3 separate regions of the Sus scrofa genome follow, and all the other regions are linked to region 2. Evidence: chromatin contacts called from public HiChIP or PLAC-seq data. All regions are on one chromosome and are shown on one strand. The core of a region is the stretch at or near the end of the contact, and the rest is flanking DNA. Distances in the headings are between cores, read along the strand shown. Region 1 holds the start of MAP3K1 (mitogen-activated protein kinase kinase kinase 1). Region 2 has its middle 24 kb from the start of ANKRD55. Region 3 has its middle 58 kb from the start of MAP3K1.

Region 1 (2,700 bases), core at 163-2,662, 190 kb before region 2:
TGGCTGACACATCCGGTTCTGGCTCTTACACCCCTCCGCCAAATGCAAACTTCAAAGGCCGAATTCAAACTCCAAACAGAAGTCACTTAAGTCTTAGCAGTGCAGTCCGCATTCCCAAAGACACTAAGGAGCCCCTTGGGGGACTAAATTTGAAAACTTCACGTCCTAAAAGACCGCAAGCCCCCGCGAGTTTGCAGCCGGTAGGTCTGCACCGCTTTGACAGGCGTTACAGAGCCGTCCACCACGGAGTCTCTGCGGCCGCGCTCCGGGCGCGCCGCCTTCGTCCCCGCCCGGTCCCGGTACCTGAGCAGGGGCTCCGCCTGTCACGGCTGCGGTGACGCCCGCCGCTTTCTCCGCCGCCCTCTGCCCCCCCTTCCCGGCCTCAGGCAAGGCTCCCCATCTACGCCGCCCCTTTTTTGACCACCACCCGCCCTTGGGCTCGGGCCTCACCCGCAGCGCTCCCCCCGCCCCGTGGACTCCGGTCCCGGGTCGCCGCCGCCGTACTGCTGCCCGCCGGGAGGACAGCGCCAGGGTCCCGCGCCGGGGCTCCTCTGAGAGTCCCTATTCCGGGAGCCCCACAAAGCCATCCTGGGCCCCCCGCACCTTATCTCAAGCGGTCCCCGCAGCAGGGCTCGCACGACTGTCACATGTCTGCAAACAATAACAAACTCTCCGGCAGGTCCCCGCCCCGGGCCCCCAACCGGTCCCCCAGGCCAGGTCTGAGACGCCACCCGATGCTGTAGGGGTCAAAGTGGGTGCCCGAGGGCTCGGGTCCCGGCGAGCGGCGCGCAGCCGAGCTGCTCGGAGCCCCGCGGCGCCGTTCGCGGTGCCCAGGGTTCATTCATTGCCCTCGACCGACCGCCTCCCTAGTCCCCGCCACGCTCCCGGCCCCGCAGCTCACCCGACAGGGGCCGCAGTAGAAGGTGGCTCTGCGGCGGGCATCCGCTTCTCCCCGGGCTCGGCCCCCGCGGTGCTCGGGGCGCCGCTGTCTGGGGCGGCCGCCGGCTCTGCAGGATGGGCGCCGCCTCGGCTCCCGGCTCCGTGGGGCGGTGGTACCGCCACAGGCTGGAAACTACTCCCACTCGCAGGAGCGTCCGCCGGCTCTGGCGACGGGGAAGTGGAGGAGGACGGCGGAGAGGCGGCGAGGAAAAGCGGCGGCTCCGGCAGCTGGTCCAGCTCCACACTCCGCACTTTGCGCAGTTGCCGCCGCCTCCAGTCTGCCCGCTCGCGGCCCCCGCTGCCCGCCTCCCGCAGCAGCCCCGCGGCTGCCGCGGGCGCGCTGCCGGCCTTGAGGGCCCCTCCGCCGCCGCCCGCTTCGGGGCTCGCCGCCCCGGCGCCCGGGAATCCCGAGGACGAGGCGCGATTCCCCGCCGCCGCCGCCATTTTCTCTCGCGGGCTACATTCGCTCGGCCCCTGCGAGGGAGGGAGGGGGCGGGGAGAGTGCAGGGGGCGGGCGGACCGGTTGGCGCTGCGCCTCCAGCGTAGGGCAGCCTGCGCCAACTGCGTGAGCACGGCCCTTCGGGCGCCTGGCCTGCACCCACAGGCGGGCGCGCGGGGTTTGGCGCGGCGGGTGGGACGACGGGGTGCAGGTGGAGGGCGCTGACTGTGCGCTCCGCGCGCGGGCTAGCGAGGTGGGCTTGGAGGTGGCTGCGTCGGGGGCGCGCTGTGGTTTGCGCGCCTCACCCGCTGCGCCTCCAGGTAGTCCCGGGCTGCACCGGAGAGAGGAGGAGCCTCGGCGGCGGAACGCCGTTTCCTCTCTGCAGCAGTCTCGGCCCGTGCTCGCCCATCGAATGTTGCAGTTCGAACTTCGTTGTGTGGTGCGTTGCAGGGGAAGCATGCAGGAGGCTTTGCAATCTGTCATTCGCACTGTCCGTTACAGTGGGAGTTGGAGAACTCCGGCGCGTACCAACCCCACCCCCGCCCCCCTTCGCGCAGGTGGCACCCAGGGCAGTCGGCCACTGCAAAGTGAAAGAAAGCCAACGTTCAGTAGACGTGGTGCCGCGGACCAGAAAAATCTTTTTTTTTTTTTTAAGCTTTCCTCATGTTTTGCCTCCCTCCCCCCAACTCGTGCTAAGAATAAAACAAAAGTTTCCTGGAATAGCTTGTTCATAACCTGAAATCACCGATTTAGTAAACCCTTCTTATGCCCTACCCCTGCCCGGGGCTAGAGAGAGGCAGAGAGCGGCGAGAGGGAGCAAGGGGAATCTCTATAGATCTTGATTTTCCTCGACTGTCTTTGGGAAAGGCAGCGATACATATACATTGGACCACTTAAAACACGTTTGGGGAAGGAACCAGGAAGTGCTCGATAATTGTCCTCCGCCAGGTTCTGGCCCTCCCCGAATCCTATGCCTCTAGCTGCACGTCTCTCTTCCCGGCAGGGTCTGGCCACCGTCCGGGTTCCCTCCGCCCCCACCCCTGCAGTGCCGGAGCTGCCTAACTTGGCGTTCCGAACCCTTCCAGTCCCCCGGGGCGTCTGGAGATAAGGTGCTTTGGAATGGAAAAGGCACCATTTACATGTTAATGATTTTCGAGCTTCGGGCTTCTGCGTCGCGTTTTTTCCTCCAGCAGGTTTGTCTATGATGGGAAAAGTGCCACAACCCGGGGACCCGAGTCCCTAGATTTATTTTGTGAAGGTGGAATTAAGGGAGGCGGGGAAAGAGAGGGACGTTCTTCAGGAACCGAAAGGAGAGCGCTGTC
Region 2 (2,700 bases), core at 116-2,615:
TTGGAGAGTATTTGCTACCTCCACCTAGCTGTTGCCTGCTTATCGAGTTAGGGGACACTGTCAGGGGACGTGGGGCTCAGGGTTCCGGGAAGGACGCACATCTATGCTATTGGTTCTTGGTTTTAAACCACTTGGTGTTCAGTGGCCGTGTAATTTGTGTTTTTGACCATGTTTGTTTGTTTGCTTGTTTGTTTAAATTATAATTTCTTTTCCCTAACCAGCTTACTTTGGGCGGTCTAAAGTGATTTACCTTTTGCAAATGACTGGCTTTGGTATTCCTCCTTAAATTCATTTGGACAGTGGAGGTGGCATATGAAAAATGATAGCCAGCACCTGTCTCCCCTCCCCCGCAACTTAACCTCCTTGCTGCTCTTCAGTTATAGACAATTTCGCCATGTTCCATGCAGGGTGTGTGTAGGTGGTTGAAGGGGCTGTCACTACACTGGGAAAATGCTTTGAATTTGAAAGACAGTTTTGTACTTACTTGAAGGCTTTTATTTGTGAGCTTGAGCAGTCCCAAGTGTCCTTGTATACAAGCCCTGCCTTTGCTTAACTCCTATTATTATCTTGCCTTGGAAGGTCATGCCAACTGCTTAATTACACAGAGAGTTATGAAACAGCTAGGGCACCAGAACATTATTCAACTGTGGGTTCCTAAAGGAAAATAAACTCTCCTTACACTGAGGTCAGCTGCCAATAAACTAGGCATGTTTGGCTGTTCGTGGCCACATGCATAGCTCCCTTGAATAAAGGGATTCCATGGCTGGGCAAAAATCCTGGATTCACCTTTCCTAGCAGCACCAGCGGTTACAGCATAATAGAACCATTTTAATTCGGAGAGAGATTAAATCTGAGTACTTCGAGTCAGACTTTTCCTTTCATTGAATATAAACAATAAAAATTCTCCATGAAGGCTTTCCTGCTTCACTAAGAAATAGGCTAATACATTTCATGGTATACCCTTAATCAAACATCAGGCTCAACAAAAATGTGCATTCATTAAAGACATGATTGTTTAGTTAAAGGTTCCCATAGTCCATCTGCCCCTCAGCCATCCACCTACAGGAAGAAAAACTGTGAACTAAGCAAACTCATGTTCAGAGAGGTGAGGGTTTTTGTTTGATTCAACCTGTCAGATTCCTGTTGCGGCCCAACTCTCACCTTGAGAACACACAGACTGGCCTTTCATGCATTGCCTTTGCTTTATCTGTCTTCAGGCAGGAGAATGTGCTAATTCTAAAAAAAAATTTTTGCAAAATTAGATGCTCAAAGAGAAACAGAACAGAAACAGACCCTTTGAGAAAGAGCTCCTCTCCTGAAGAAGTGTTTTTCACAAACCACTGAGATAGCTACAAACTCTTGCTCTTACAGGAAATAGCTTGCCCTGTTGCATAGGGTGGGGCCCTCTCTTATTTCTCTAAACACTTTCGGAGAAAAAAAATAACCAAAACAGGCTCAAATGCCAAAGACTACTTTAACCCTCAAATCCCAGAACCCAAGGTCAACTGAAGGTCACAAGCCAGTGCTTAAGCCAGAAAGTTGGCAAGCTCTCCAGGCAGTGTCTGTTCCTTCTGAAATCTATAGCTAAAATTGAAACCGTGGAAACACTGCTCACTTGTTCTAAGTCAGAGGTACCTGTGATTTATTAAGTGGTTTGAGGTGCTAGTCAGGGCATTAAGTTAAATATTGAAAAAGGCTCCTGCTCCCACCCCTGCCCCTCCTTCTTGAAACAAATTTAGACCATATCAAAGTTTTTATAAAGACATTCCTAATAGCATTGTGCTGTAAATTCTGTCTGATCCAACCTTCAAATATTTATGTAAACTGAAATATGTCTGGAAAGAAATCAAAACAAAACAAATATGTTCCCCAACCCATTCCCCAGCTCCCTCCTCCCTCATTTACATTCAAGTGTAAATCTCTCCAACTGGCTCCCAACTGTTAGGGCTGGTTAATTAGTGATAATTGCAGAGACTATTTCTTTGAATGCATTGAAGGGCTTATGTCTTGCAAGCAATTTAGCCTGGAGTTTTCAGCACATGAGAAATGCATTGGTAGCAGTTTTTGATTTTTCTTTTTTAAAAAGATCATTACAGATAAGAGCAGTTGATTTAGTCTCCCTACAATCTGCTGTATTAATAATGAGTGCTTTTAAAACATTTACAGGTTTGTCACCCTGTTTTGTTCCTTAAGCTGTGAACCTAGCCTTTACTGTCATTAGAGTGAGATGTTTCTCCTGGGATCATTTTGGGTGAAGTGCTTAAACTCAGTTTCAGATGCAGTTTGCTAATGATAATTTGCGTCACTTGCAAGTTGTAGCAACATCAGGATCTCATGGTCTATCTTTTGGCTCCTGATACCATGTAATTAGAGAGAGTGGAAAACAGGAAAGATTTTTAAAGTGACTGTACTCATATTACAGTTCTGAAACCCAGGGGAAGAAAAGAGGAACCATTATTTGTGTTAATGATGGAATATTCTAATACTCTCAAAGGTACTTGGTAACCTTTTGATATGGGAATAAAAAATGGAAGTTAATGGGTTTTAACCCTCACAAAATTGATTTGTTTATGTTACAGTTGTTTGGGGTTTTTATTTACTCATTCAACATTTACTTACACTGTGCTGTGTTTAGAGAGATGAGCGTAAGGAAGAGAGAATGAGGCACAGAGCCTGCTTCACTCACATAACATATCTTAT
Region 3 (2,700 bases), core at 46-2,545, 130 kb before region 2:
CTGAGAGTGTCTGGTTGGAGGTGGTCCAGGTAGGTCTTGACACCACATATCCCAGTACATCTTGGTACAAAGTATGAGAATATGCATGATTGGAGGATATCACCTTCCAGCCACAGCGCCTCTCACTACACTCTTTATGATTAGAGAACTGTGCAGCCTTGTGACTTCTTCCAGTCAAAGTCACGCCCAAAGTTAATTCCAAATCTAAACCTCTTTAGTCATTATTATGCTTCTCTTACCCGAGTGTCCCTTAAAGTTCCTAAATTGAGAAGGGTTATTTGGTCAGTATAAAAGTCTCAAAACAAAATGCTATTTTGCAGGAAATGGCTAATGTGTCTTATACAAAGTGGACTTCATTTTACAAACATTTTTGAGCAGATACTGGGCTCCAGGCCCTGGGGTAGGTGCTGAGGAGATAGTGGTGAGCAGGTCAGGGAAGTTTCTCTCCTCATGGAGGTTCCAGTCTGGGTGAGAGTCAAAGACTGGCTTGGGAATCAGTAATATCCAGTGCCTCAACTGAGAGAGAAAACAAAAGCCCCATACCTTTTGTCTTTTTGGAAAGATCCAGGATCTTTTCCTGTGATTCCAGGTGAAATCTCAACCGAGAGTGTCTAATCAGTTCTCTTCTCCTTCCTCTTCTCTTCCCTAACACTGGCTTCCTGTTCCTCTGGGGAAGCGCTTTTGACTGGTGAATATATTAATATGCATACTTAAAAGAAACAGAAAAAAAACTGTTTTGTATATTTCCTCTACATAATGTGTTACTGTTCAGAGTTCTTGACCTCCTTAATCAATAGAAATTGATAAGAGGCCAGACAGGAATATTCAGGCAAGGTTTTATTGAGGCTTCTGCTGCAGCAGCAGGGAGTGAAAACAAACATCAAGTTTCCTGGTTTGCTCACTCCCTGGGGGGAGGGAGGACAGCTGGTTCTTTCTATGGAGTAAGGGCAGGGGCGGGCCAGAGGTTGGGCCAGAGGGGTGGCTTAGGTGGTTTGCCCACTTCCTTGGTGGTGGGTGTAGGGGGCGTGCATAGTACTCTCCTTTTCCTTCTGACACCCTGCTTTTGCTCTTGGCTCTTCAGAAGTGGCACTTGGGGTTTTAGAGGTTTTTTTGTATCTTCTTATCCATAATTTTCCCCAATTGCACATGTACACAGTTCTTTTTTATCCCTTATAGTTTCTTTGTATTTTATTGCTCAAGGAGATGTTTGTCCGGGGGCAAGCACCACAGTCACTGCAGCAAAGGGTCTCAGATCCCAGCCTGTCTTATATAGTTGATTATAAATGGTTGGCTCATGTGGTTATGGAGGCGGAGAAGTCCCAGGGGTGGCAGTTGGCAAGCCTGGAGACTCAGGAGAGCTGATTGTATTTCAGTCTGAGATCAAAGTCTTAAGAACTAGGAAAGCCAATTGTGTGAGTTCCAATCTGAGTCTGAAGCAGGAAAAGACCAATGTCCCAGCTTGAAGAAGTTCAGGCAGAAGGAAATTTCTCTTATTTGCCTTCTTATTCTATCAAGGCCTTCCATGGACTGGACAAGGCACACCCAAATTGGGGTAGGCAGCCTGCTTTACTCAGTCTACAGATTCAGATGTTAATCTCATTCAGAAACACCCTCACAGACACATACTCAGATATACCCAGAGTATCATTGAACCAAGTATCTGGGCACCCCATGGCCTAGTAAGTTGACATATCAAATTGACCATCAGTGGAACTTAGGCCACATGCCCAAATCCTAGCTGCAAAGGAGGCTGGGAAAACAGCATCTGGCCTTTTAAACTTACACAATGAGAGATTTCCACTGGGATCCTGGGTGACTGAAAAGAATGGCAAAAGTGTCCTTCCGCTAGAACCAGGTTTCCTGATTCCAAGCTTTTCACTATGTCATGGTTGCCACATGTTTTTCCCCCTTTTCTTTCAAAAAACAAGCTGTCGGGTGAGAGAGCACTGAGAATTCCATTCTTTAGAATGTATTTAATTATTTCTACACTGGAGCAAATGCCTTGGATTGATGTTTTTTCATGGGAATTCAAGCCCCATTCTCTTTGGCAGAAAGTCCTAACTATTTTTGGAAGTTGAAAAAAATTCAGAGAATCTGGTTCACTTTTGGTCATGTACAGTAATGTTATTTTTATGTATCTAGGACAGTGACATGGTCAATGTTTATTTTTGATTGGCTTTCTGGGGACACAAGGGTGGGCTAAGAGGTCGGGAACATGGGAGGACAGTCACTCACAGTTAGCTGGAACCTTGTGCTGGTGGAATCCTCACTCACTAGCAAAAGCCCTCCCTCCCTGAGTGCTTGAGATTGCTCCCTCAGAGCCTACCAGGCCTCTCTTTGGTCTTCTTTTCCTTTCAACTTGGGCTGGAATGTTCTCTAAGATTTGGTGCAAAGTGTCCTAGAATTGGGACCCCAGCATTTGAGTTGTAGTTCTGCCATTTAATCACTGTGGGCATTGAGCAAGTTACTTACTCAGAGTCTCAGTTTCTTTATCTGTGAAACCAGACTGTTGGATTAGATAATCCACAGTCAGGGTACTTTGGCTAAGAATCAAAATATCCAAGTATAGGAGTTCCTGCTGTGGAGCAGTGAGTTAAGAATCTGACTGCAGTGGGGTGGGGCGCTGTGGAGGTGTGAATTTGATCCCCAGCCAGGCACAGTTGCTGCAGCTGTGGCTCAGATTCAGTCCCTGGCCCAGGA

The links. HiChIP or PLAC-seq counts read pairs in DNA pulled down with a chosen protein or histone mark.
Region 1: an H3K27ac HiChIP or PLAC-seq map of alveolar macrophages shows a contact between it and region 2. The contact joins the promoter of MAP3K1 here to the enhancer-like site in region 2. A contact is called at or near these places in 4 of 47 Hi-C or Micro-C datasets (blood, embryonic fibroblasts, fibroblasts and 1 more) and 2 of 2 datasets of contacts at active chromatin or transcription factors (alveolar macrophages and skeletal muscle).
Region 3: an H3K27ac HiChIP or PLAC-seq map of alveolar macrophages shows a contact between it and region 2. The contact joins two enhancer-like sites. A contact is called at or near these places in 1 of 47 Hi-C or Micro-C datasets (embryonic fibroblasts) and 1 of 2 datasets of contacts at active chromatin or transcription factors (alveolar macrophages).

Annotation. Positions count from the first base shown.
Region 1 is chr16:35,871,013-35,873,712 of Sscrofa11.1, reverse strand. It overlaps MAP3K1 (mitogen-activated protein kinase kinase kinase 1), which reads right to left and starts at 1,412. Exons shown (of 20, transcript XM_003133973.5): 1 at 902-1,412. The coding sequence starts at 1,383.
Region 2 is chr16:35,682,141-35,684,840 of Sscrofa11.1, reverse strand. No RefSeq gene overlaps it. Among named protein-coding and RNA genes, the nearest start is that of ANKRD55, 24 kb to the right of the region's middle. Within about 2 kb of position 1,365, at least 25 of the 83 cell types and tissues checked have an H3K27ac peak or open chromatin away from gene starts, as enhancers often do. A contact at or near this core is called in alveolar macrophages, where this site is marked.
Region 3 is chr16:35,812,661-35,815,360 of Sscrofa11.1, reverse strand. No RefSeq gene overlaps it. Among named protein-coding and RNA genes, the nearest start is that of MAP3K1, 58 kb to the left of the region's middle. Within about 2 kb of position 1,295, at least 13 of the 83 cell types and tissues checked have an H3K27ac peak or open chromatin away from gene starts, as enhancers often do. A contact at or near this core is called in alveolar macrophages, where this site is marked.